Regions from separate parts of the Mus musculus genome. Here region 2 is linked to region 1. The links are chromatin contacts, called in public HiChIP or PLAC-seq maps. All regions are on one chromosome and are shown on one strand. Each heading gives the region's core, a stretch centred on a gene start, on an enhancer-like site or on the middle of the called end of the contact. The rest is flanking DNA. Distances are from core to core; before and after follow the strand shown. Region 1 holds the start of Ncf1 (neutrophil cytosolic factor 1). Region 2 holds the start of Wbscr25 (Williams Beuren syndrome chromosome region 25 (human)).

What was found. HiChIP or PLAC-seq counts read pairs in DNA pulled down with a chosen protein or histone mark.
Region 2: a contact with region 1 is called in an H3K4me3 HiChIP or PLAC-seq map of bone marrow-derived macrophages, with 6 times the contacts expected there. The contact joins the promoter of Wbscr25 here to the promoter of Ncf1 in region 1. A contact is called at or near these places in 1 of 39 promoter capture datasets (neural stem cells) and 1 of 115 datasets of contacts at active chromatin or transcription factors (bone marrow-derived macrophages).

The regions. Positions count from the first base shown.
Region 1 is chr5:134,226,796-134,231,606 of GRCm38.p6, reverse strand. It overlaps Ncf1 (neutrophil cytosolic factor 1), which reads left to right and starts at 1,982. Exons shown (of 11, transcript NM_010876.4): 1 at 1,982-2,111; 2 at 3,452-3,532; 3 at 4,082-4,157; 4 at 4,293-4,458. The coding sequence starts at 2,040.
Region 2 is chr5:134,999,046-135,003,573 of GRCm38.p6, reverse strand. Wbscr25 (Williams Beuren syndrome chromosome region 25 (human)) reads left to right here and starts at 2,224. Exons shown (of 5, transcript NR_026907.1): 1 at 2,224-3,504. LOC115490310 (a small nuclear RNA gene) reads left to right here and starts at 3,557; the gene lies at 3,557-3,739.

The sequences.
Region 1 (4,811 bases), core at 733-3,232:
CAGGACCCAGGCTCACTCCTCCCAGGAAATCCGTCTAGTCAGCTCAGGGTGAGGCTCTGCAAGAGAGGCCTGCTGACCGCGGCTTTTTGTCTCTTCTCCTCCAGTGTTGGTGACATTAGAGTCCTCCTCCACTGCTGGAATTAAAGACACTTGCCACCATGGCTGGCTCCCAAGTTCCCTTCCAGGCTGAGCTGTCTGAGAAGTCAAATTCTTCTATGAAGGGCTAGTACACGGTCAGATGTTGTCTTACCTATGTGGGTGTCTACTGATGTCTACACCTGCGTGCAGACATCATCTCTCCGGAGTCTCCTTGGTTTCTGAGACAGGGTCTACTGCTAACTTAAAACTCACCTGGAGACTAGGCTGGCTGGCCAGTGAGTCCCAGAGACCTCCTGACTCTACTTATTTAGTGTAGACACCAGAAGTTAGGCAGTGGTGGCACATGCCTTTAACTACAGCACTCAGGAGGCAGAGGCAGGTGCATTTCTGAGTTTGGGCCAGCCTGGTCTACAGAGTGAGTTCCAGGACACAGGGCTACACAGAGAAACTCTATCTGGGAAAAACGAAAAATAAAAAAGTACATACTTTCCAGGCTAAGGGAGGGCTCCGTGGCTGCGACTGCTTCTCTCTCTTGCAGAGGGATCTAACTTCAGTACCAAACATCAATGTCTGCTATTTCACAACTGCCTATAACTGCATCTACACACACACACAAACACACACACACAGAGGATTCTGAGCTTTTCTTTATTTTTTTAAAAAAGTTTTTTTTTTAAATGGTTTTTCGAGACAGGGTTTCTCTGTATAGCTCTGACTGTCCTGGAACTCACTTTGTAGACCAGGCTGGCCTCGAACTTAGAAATCCACCTGCCTCTGCCTCCCAAGTGCTGGGATTAAAGGTGTGTGCCACCACACCTGGCTTTTTAAAAAGATTTATGTATTTATTTTATGTATATGAGTACACTGTAGCTGTACAGATGGTTGTGAGCCTTCATGTGGTTGTTGGGAATTGAATTTAGGACCTCCCCTTGCTCAGGTCGGACCCTCTCACTTCAGATAACTCTTCTCTCTCCATCAGTCCCTGCTTTCTCCGCCCAAAGATTTATTTATTATTATACATTGCAGATGGTTGTGAGCCACCATGTGGTTGCTGGGATTTGAACTCAGGACCTTCAGAAGAAGAGCAGACAGTGCTCTTACCCACTGAGCCATCTCGCTGGCCCTAAACTTTTCTTTAATGTAGGTTCTAGAGATAGAACTCAGGTCCTCAGGCTTGTATGCCAAGGACTTTATCTGCGGAGCCATGTCCAGTCCTGGTCCTGTAAAGACAGGACTTCTAAAGTCAATCTCACGTAGGCCAGGCTATCTTCAAACTCATTATATAGCTGAAGCTGGCCTTGAACCCTTGATTCTCCTGCCTCTACCTCCCAAGGGCTGGGGTCACAGGCTTTTTTTTTTTTCCTGAGATAGGGTTTCTCTGTATAGCCCTGGCTGTCCTGGAACTCACTTTGTAGACCAGGCTGGCCTCGAACTCAGAAATCTGCCGGCCTCTGCCTGCCACCACACCCAGCTTTTTTTTTTTTAAGATTTATTTATTTATTTTATTAATCTGAGCATGCTGTAGCTGTCTTCAGACAACACCAGAAGAGGGCATCAGATCCCATTACAGATGGTTGTGAGCCACCATGTGATTGCTGGGAATTGAACTGAGAACCTCTGGAAGAGCAGTCAGTGCTCTTAAGCACTGCACCAGCTCTCCAGCCCCATGTTTGTTGGGGGTGGTTCAGAACTGTAGAGAGGCCCCAGTGCCTGGGTTGGGCCATGGTGTCGGTAGAACAGGTTTCTGTGCTTCAGGGCCCCTGGCTGCCCCACCACTCTGTTGAAGCTCAAAAATTCTCAGAAAGTGAAAGACTAAGTCTAAGAGCCTCCTGGGCCTTCCCCGCCCTTACCCCACAAGCAGCAGAAACCACTTCTTCTTTTTAGTGTATTTAAGGCCCAGCCCAGGCTATAGAGAGAAGTGTCCCTGTCACGGCCCAGCCATGGGGGACACCTTCATTCGCCATATTGCCCTGCTGGGCTTCGAGAAGCGCTTCATCCCCAGCCAGCACTATGTGAGTAGCCTAAGAGTGCCCTGCAGGAGCGCATAGTGGGGACAGTGCTATCACTCTGCTGCTACCCAAAAACCACCTGGACCAGGGAAGGAGATGAGAGGAAGGGAGACCAGGGAAGGATGTGAGGGGAAGGGGGACCAGGGGAGGATATGGGGGGAGGGGTCCAGGGGAGGATATGAGGGGGAGGGGGACCAAGGGAAGGATGTGAGAGGGAGGGGGATCAGGGGAGGATATGGGGGGAGGGAGAACAGGGGAAGGATATGGAGAGAGGGAGACCAGGGGAAGGATGTGAGAGGGAGGGGGGACCAGGGGAGGATATGGGGGGAGGGAGAACAGGGGAAGGATATGGGGAGGAGGGGTCCAGGGGAGGCTATGAGGGGGAGGGGGACCAAGGGAAGGATGTGAGAGGGAGGGGGACCAGGGAAGGATATGGGGGGAGGGAGAACAGGGGAAGGATATGGGAGGAGGGGTCCAGGGGAGGCTATGAGGGGGAGGGGGACCAAGGGAAGGATGTGAGGGGGAGGGGGACCAGGGGAAGATATACCTCCGTGGGGACCTCTCAGGCACAGGGCTTTCTTATCCTTGGGCTTCAGGCTTCTCTTGGGTGTTCACAAAGGACCCTGCCATGGTGAGCAGATACCCCTGTGCACCGTCCCAGCTGCCTCCCTCTCTGTCTTCACACTGAGCCCCCAAGCATGCCAGAGCTCAACCTTACCCTCTGTCCAGTGCCTAGGACCAAGGCTCATTCCTACCAGGAAACCTCCCTGTCTAGTCAGCTCCAGGAGTGGCCCTGCATGGCAGCCTGCGAGGCCTGGAAACTGTGGCTTTTTTTTCTCTCCTCTTCTATGATATTGGTTACTGAGTTTGGATCCCTAGTAGGGGACGATGTCTCCCGTTTGCCCTGGGGAGATGAGGTCGAGGAATATCTGCCCATATATCTAGACTCTATCACTGGGTCTGCTCGGCCCAAGGCAGGCCAGAGATGGTGCCGCCCAGCACTTGTAAGCTGTTTACCTGGGACCCTCAGCAGTTAAGAGCTAAGTCTCCCCTCCCTCCTCCCTCCCTCTCTAAATATAAATGTTCTGAATCATTCCACAACCAAAAGCCACACCAGAAGAGGGGACAGCGGTCACCCTGGGTGTTTCCTTCATGTCCTCCATCCCTCCCCTGGAGACAATCACAGGGGTATTTTTAGACAGAGTCTCACAATGTAGCAAAACCCCCAAAGATTGCCTCACCACAACCCCTCAGCCTTCCATCCAAGGCTAAAAAGGCAGCCCAGGGGCACAGCATGGTCCTCGTGGGTGCTGAGTGCCCCTCTCGGCTCTAATGCCCCTCAGGTGTACATGTTCCTGGTTAAGTGGCAGGACCTGTCGGAGAAGGTGGTCTACAGAAAATTCACCGAGATCTACGAGTTCCATGTGAGTGTTGGGGGAGGGGCAGATTCGAACTGCAGCTTTGCCTCTGCCTTTGTGGACCTCAAGCTCAGCATGTATCTGAAGTCAGATTAGCCTGGGGTACCTAGAGATTTCCGAGGGCTACATAGTGAGACCCTGTCTCAAAATAAACAAATGAAGGAGACAGGGACAGAGGAGATAACACACACACACACACACACACACACACACACACACACACACACACACACAAAGGGGGTGGGTGGGTGGGAATGAGAATATTTCAATGGGACTTTTGTGGACCCAATGGCTCCCCCTCCCGGTGAGTGTTATGAACTGCTCCAACTTAGATCTTTTCGAGCACCCCTTTTGTTCTTTCTCATGTATCTAAGACTGGCTTCAAACTCATTACACAACAAGGATGCCTTTGAACTCCTGATCCTCCTGCCTCAATTCCTGAGTGTGTGCACCCCACGTCCCATTTCTGCAATGCTCAGGGTGGAACCCAAGACTGCGTGCATACTAGGCAATCTGTGCCACGGAGCCCAGCCCAGGTTTTCTTCTTCTATCTAGAAAATGCTGAAGGAGATGTTCCCCATTGAGGCCGGCGAGATCCACACAGAGAACAGAGTCATCCCACACCTCCCGGGTGAGAGCACGGCTTGAGCCCCTCAGCAGGGTCCTCTGCCCCAAGGGTTGCTCCTCCTCTGCTCTCTAAAACCCCTTTCCACACACTTTTGGACTTGTGTGAGTGTGCTCATGGGTCTCTGGCTCCCCCACCCAGCACCCAGGTGGTTTGATGGGCAACGAGCCGCTGAGAGTCGCCAGGGCACTCTCACTGAATACTTCAACGGCCTCATGGGACTGCCCGTGAAGATCTCCCGCTGCCCACACCTGCTGGACTTCTTCAAAGTGCGGCCTGATGACCTGAAACTGCCCACTGACAGCCAGTGCGTAGCCACCTCCCCCGGGGGGAGGAGACGGGGACAGAATGCACAGGGCGTGAGGGAGCCCCAAGTTCAGAGAGGGTGAGGGACTGCCCCACAGACAGACAGTGCTCTAAACCTGTGCCCTGGCCAACACTGCATCTACACAGGTCCATGTCACCATGAGGCATTCAAGAGGGGTCAGAAGGGACCCCCTCTCCCGGAAGCTTATGGGAGCCCCTCCCAGGCCAAGCATCTCTATCTTGCTGGCATAGAAGGCTGGCTTTGCCATCTCCCTTGGGTTTGCAGTACACTGAGCTTGCTCTGTGTGCCCCCTCCTAAGTATGGCTGCATAGACACCCCCCTCATTTGTAAGA
Region 2 (4,528 bases), core at 975-3,474, 770 kb before region 1:
CAAGTCCAATGGGCCTCTCTTTCCACTGATGGCCAACTAGGCCATTTTCTGATACATATGCAGCTAGAGTCAAGAGCTCCGGGGTACTGGATAGTTCATATTGTTGTTCCACCTATAGGGTTACAGATCCCTTTAGCTCCTTGGGTACTTTCTCTAGCTCCTCCATTGGGGGCCCTATGATCCATCCAATAGCTGACTGTGAGCATTCACTTCTGTGTTTGCTAGGCCCCGGCATAGTCTCACAAGAGAGAGCTCTATCTGGGTCCTTTCAGCAAAATCTTGCTAGTGTGTGCAATGGTGTCAGCGTTTGGAAGCTGATTATGGGATGGATCCCTGGATATGGCAGTCTCTAGATGGTCCATCCTTTCGTCACAGCTCCAAACTTTGTCTCTGTAACTCCTTTTTTTCTTTTTTCTTTTCCTTTTTTTTTTTTTTTAAAGATAGAGTCTGGTCCTGTAGCCCAGGCTGCCCTGAAACTCATTATATAATCCATGCTGGCCTCGATCTCACAGCAGTTCTCCTGCCTCAAGCCTCCTGAATGCTGAGATTTCAGACCAAGTTCTGGGAAGGATCCTTAGAGATATTTTTATAGGAATTTTTGGTTTTTGAGACAGGTTTTTGTTTTGTTTTGTTTCATAGCCTTGGCTGTCCTGGAACTTGCTCTGTAGACCAGGCTGGCCTCCAACTCACAGAGATCTGTTTGTTTCCTGAATGCTAGGATTAAAGGCATGTACCACCCCACCCACCTAAACTTCCTTTTTATTTATTTATTATAAATAAATATTATTTATTATTTATTTTATATATTTATTATGTCTCTGTGTATCTCTGTATTTCTCTCCCCCTCCTGTGTGTGTCCTCTGTGTCTGTCCATTTGTGTGGTTGTACAGGTGTCACAGCATGCATGTAGAGGTCAGAAGACAACTTGAGGGAGTCTGTTCTCTGTCTCTATGTGGGTTCCAGGAATTGAACTCACATCAATAAACTTGGCAGCAAGTGCCTTTATCCACTGAGCCATCTCACCAGTCCACAGAGTGAAAGGGTTCATAGTTCTGTTGGGAAAAGGTAGTGTTGTTAAAGAGTTTCTGACCAGTCAACCTTCTGTCTAGCCAGCTCACCCCAGCCTGGCACACGACCTTTGACCACATGCCCAAAAGCCAAATAGCCCAGATCTGGTGTCAGGAGTGGCGTTGAGGACATACATAGTCCTGGCCCTCAAAGCATTGTGGTCACATGGCTCGCTCAAGGCTGAGCCTGGCAAGCTGAAAAACCTGTTGGTTTGAAGGTCCCAAGTGAACATTCCAGAGAAAGTTGTGGGCGGGGCAAAGAAGGGGGTCAAGCTCCGTGGCAGGACTCTGGGGGTGGCATGTTGGGGAAAGGTCATTCCAGAGCTGCCCACCCTTTCCCAGCTTGTGGGCCAAACCAGGGAGTTTGCATTGGTTGGCTTCGCAACTCAGATGGGCTACTGAGCCAGAGCTCCTAGACCCCGGGATTATACTGAGATGAGCCTAATCCTTATTTCCTTTTTCTTTCTTTCTTTCTTTCTTTCTTTCTTTCTTTCTTTCTTTCTTTCTTTCTTTCTTTCTTTCTTCCTTCCTTCCTTCCTTCCTTCCTTCCTTCCTTCCTTCCTTCTTTTTTCTTTTCTTTTCTTTTCTTTTCTTTTCTTTCTTTTTAAAAATATTTTGACTTATTGTGTGTCTGTATATGTGTAGCCGGCAGTGTGGAGTCAGAGGACAAGTGGGGATCAGTTCTCTCCTTCCGTGTAGGTCCCAAGGACCGAATTCAAGGCATCCGCTGAACCATCTCTCTCAGTCCATTCTTATTTTACACTGAAGGAAACAAAGAAATGGAGAAAGGCGGAAGTTACCCAGCTCCAGTCACTAGTGTGGCTCAGGTTGGATTCCTTCCCAGATTTCATTTAGGGCCCTCTAGACCCAAAGAAGTGTGGTGTGTGTGTGTGTGTGTGTGTGTGTGTGTGTGGTATGCGTGTGCATGGCAGGCTGGGAGGTAGAGACACTGCACCCTGGCGGCGACCGGGAGTCGAACGGGTTAAGGCTGGAGGCAGCGAGTGTCTTCCTAACCGCACCTGGCTCAGTATCGGTCACGTGGCCAGGGTTTCACCTGCCCTGCTGGGCAGGGACAATCAGGCCGCTTGTTCCCTAAGCCGGTCGCCATGGTGACAGGAGTGTGCCTGGGGAGGTCACAGGGGCAAATTCCTGCCTGCTGGTCCGGGTGTGGCAGGGGCATCAGCTGGATTGTAGCTTGTTTAGGAGATTCCCGAGGGCCCCTGGAGGTTCCCGCTGGGGCTCAGCCTCCCAGGGGCCCCCCCAGTGTGGCTTCCCACCTTGCCACCTGAAGTCCTGTTTCTCCATCTGCCTGGTGTCTTCCCAAATTTTGAACCTAAGCGGATTAATCTGTTGATGCTTTCCGTATACATTGGCAGGCATGGCACCCCAGGCGCAACAACTCCAGATGGAAGACATACTATTACCCCTCAAAAAAATTCTACAAAAAAAACAGATGAGGAACAAAAGGAAACAACTTCAAAGGAAGGAGGCAGCCATGACACGCCAGCCATTCCAGGCCAGGCACAGCTCATCAGCCACAGCGGGCCAGGCACACTACCGCAGGCGCGGTACAGCAGCCAAACCACGCCAGGCTCAGCACGGTAGTCACAGCTTGTCAACTACATCACGCCAGTCACAGCACACCCGGCACATCACGCCCAGCACAACACACCAGGCACAACACACCGGACACACCAAGCCAGGCAAACCGTACCAGGCACAGCATACCAGGCAATCCAAGCCAGGCGAAGCACGCCAGAGACACCACACCAGGCAAACCACACCAGCCACACCACGCCAGTCACACCATGCCAGGCACAGCACCTCAGGCACAGCAAACCAGAGACACCATAGCAGGCCCAGCACTTCAAGCACAGCACACCAGGCACATCAAGCCAGGCACAGCATGCCAAGCTTGCCACACAAGGCACAGGACACCAAACACAACACACCAGGCACAACACACAAGCCACAGCATGCCAGGCACAGAATGCCAGGCTTGCCACACAAGGCACAGGACACCAAACACAACACACCAGGCACAACACACAAGCCACAGCACACCCGGCACCACTCAACAGGCACAGCGCAGCTGGCACGGCGCACCAGACACAACCAGCCAAGTCCACGCTGCGTCTACACTTGCTTTAAGGTAGTAGCAATCTGCTCTGCTTGGGAAAAGCCTTTCTGAAGGTTATAATCCTATCTTCTCTGCCTGCAAGCTCGAGCCTTTGTTAATTGAGGATCTACTGTATGCAAAGGTCCGAGGTGCAAGAATCCTTGCCAGTTCTGCTCCAGATGGAGCAAATACCAATACTTAAAAAAAAAAAAAAAAAAAAAAAAACAAAACTTCAAAGCATAGAAGCGGACCCAATCCTGGATCTTCTAAGATGGCATATCTGAAAGAGACGGTTGAGTGAAAGACCTGGAGGCTGAGGTGAGAAGGATTTGACTACATGAGTGGGGTTGCGGTGGAAGAGAATGTTCTAATTGCTTCTCGGCCTTTTGGCTAAGATCAAGTGGAGAATGTTCTAGAAGCCAGAACACCATGTACAATGGTGAAACCATCTAATTATTTTTGAGATTTCCATACATGCCTTAGGCTGACTTAAACTCTTTGGGGTTTTTTGTTTGTTTAGATTTGTTTTGTTTGTTTGAGACAGGGTTTCTCTGTGTAGCCCAAGCTGTCCTGGAACTCACTTTGTAGACCAGGCTGGCCTTGAACTCAGAGTTTCTCCTGCCTCTTGAGTGCTGGGATTAAAGGCATAGGACACCAAGCCAGAGCTGGGCATGGTGGCACACGCCTTTAATACCAGCACTCGAGGGGGGGGGCCGGGGTGGCAGAGGCAGGCAGATTTCTGAGTTTGAGGCCAGCCAGGTCTACAGAATGAGTTCCAGGACAGCCAGGGCTACACAGAGAAACCCTGTCTCAAAAAAAAAAAAAAAAAAAAAAAAAAAAAAAAAAAAAAGACGCCAAGCCAGGTTGTCTCAGAAAACAAACAAACAAAATAGGCAGGAACAGTTTATTTTGACTCAGGATTTAAGGGTTCATCTCGACAGGAAAAGCATGGCCACAGGAGCTGGTTCCACTGTCAGGATCCACAGTCAGGAAGCAGAGAGAGATGGATGCTGGTAACCAGCTCACTGTCTCCTTGTCTCCTGGGGTCTGCAAGACCCCAGCCCATGAGATGGTACCATCCACATTCAGGGTGGATTCAGGGTGGTCCAACTGGGTTAAAACTCTGGAAACATCTTCGCAGACACAACGTGTCTCCAAGATGATGCCAACCCACAATGCATTGCACTCATCAGCAACAGTCCTCTCCTAGGCCCTTAAAAGTTTATGCCTGCCTCCATATGTAAAACACGCTTAGCTCATCTCCATCAGTCTGCGCCACCTCAGACCCTTGTTAAAGACAGGCTCACAAATAGCCAAGATTGACCTTGAACTCGCTATGCAG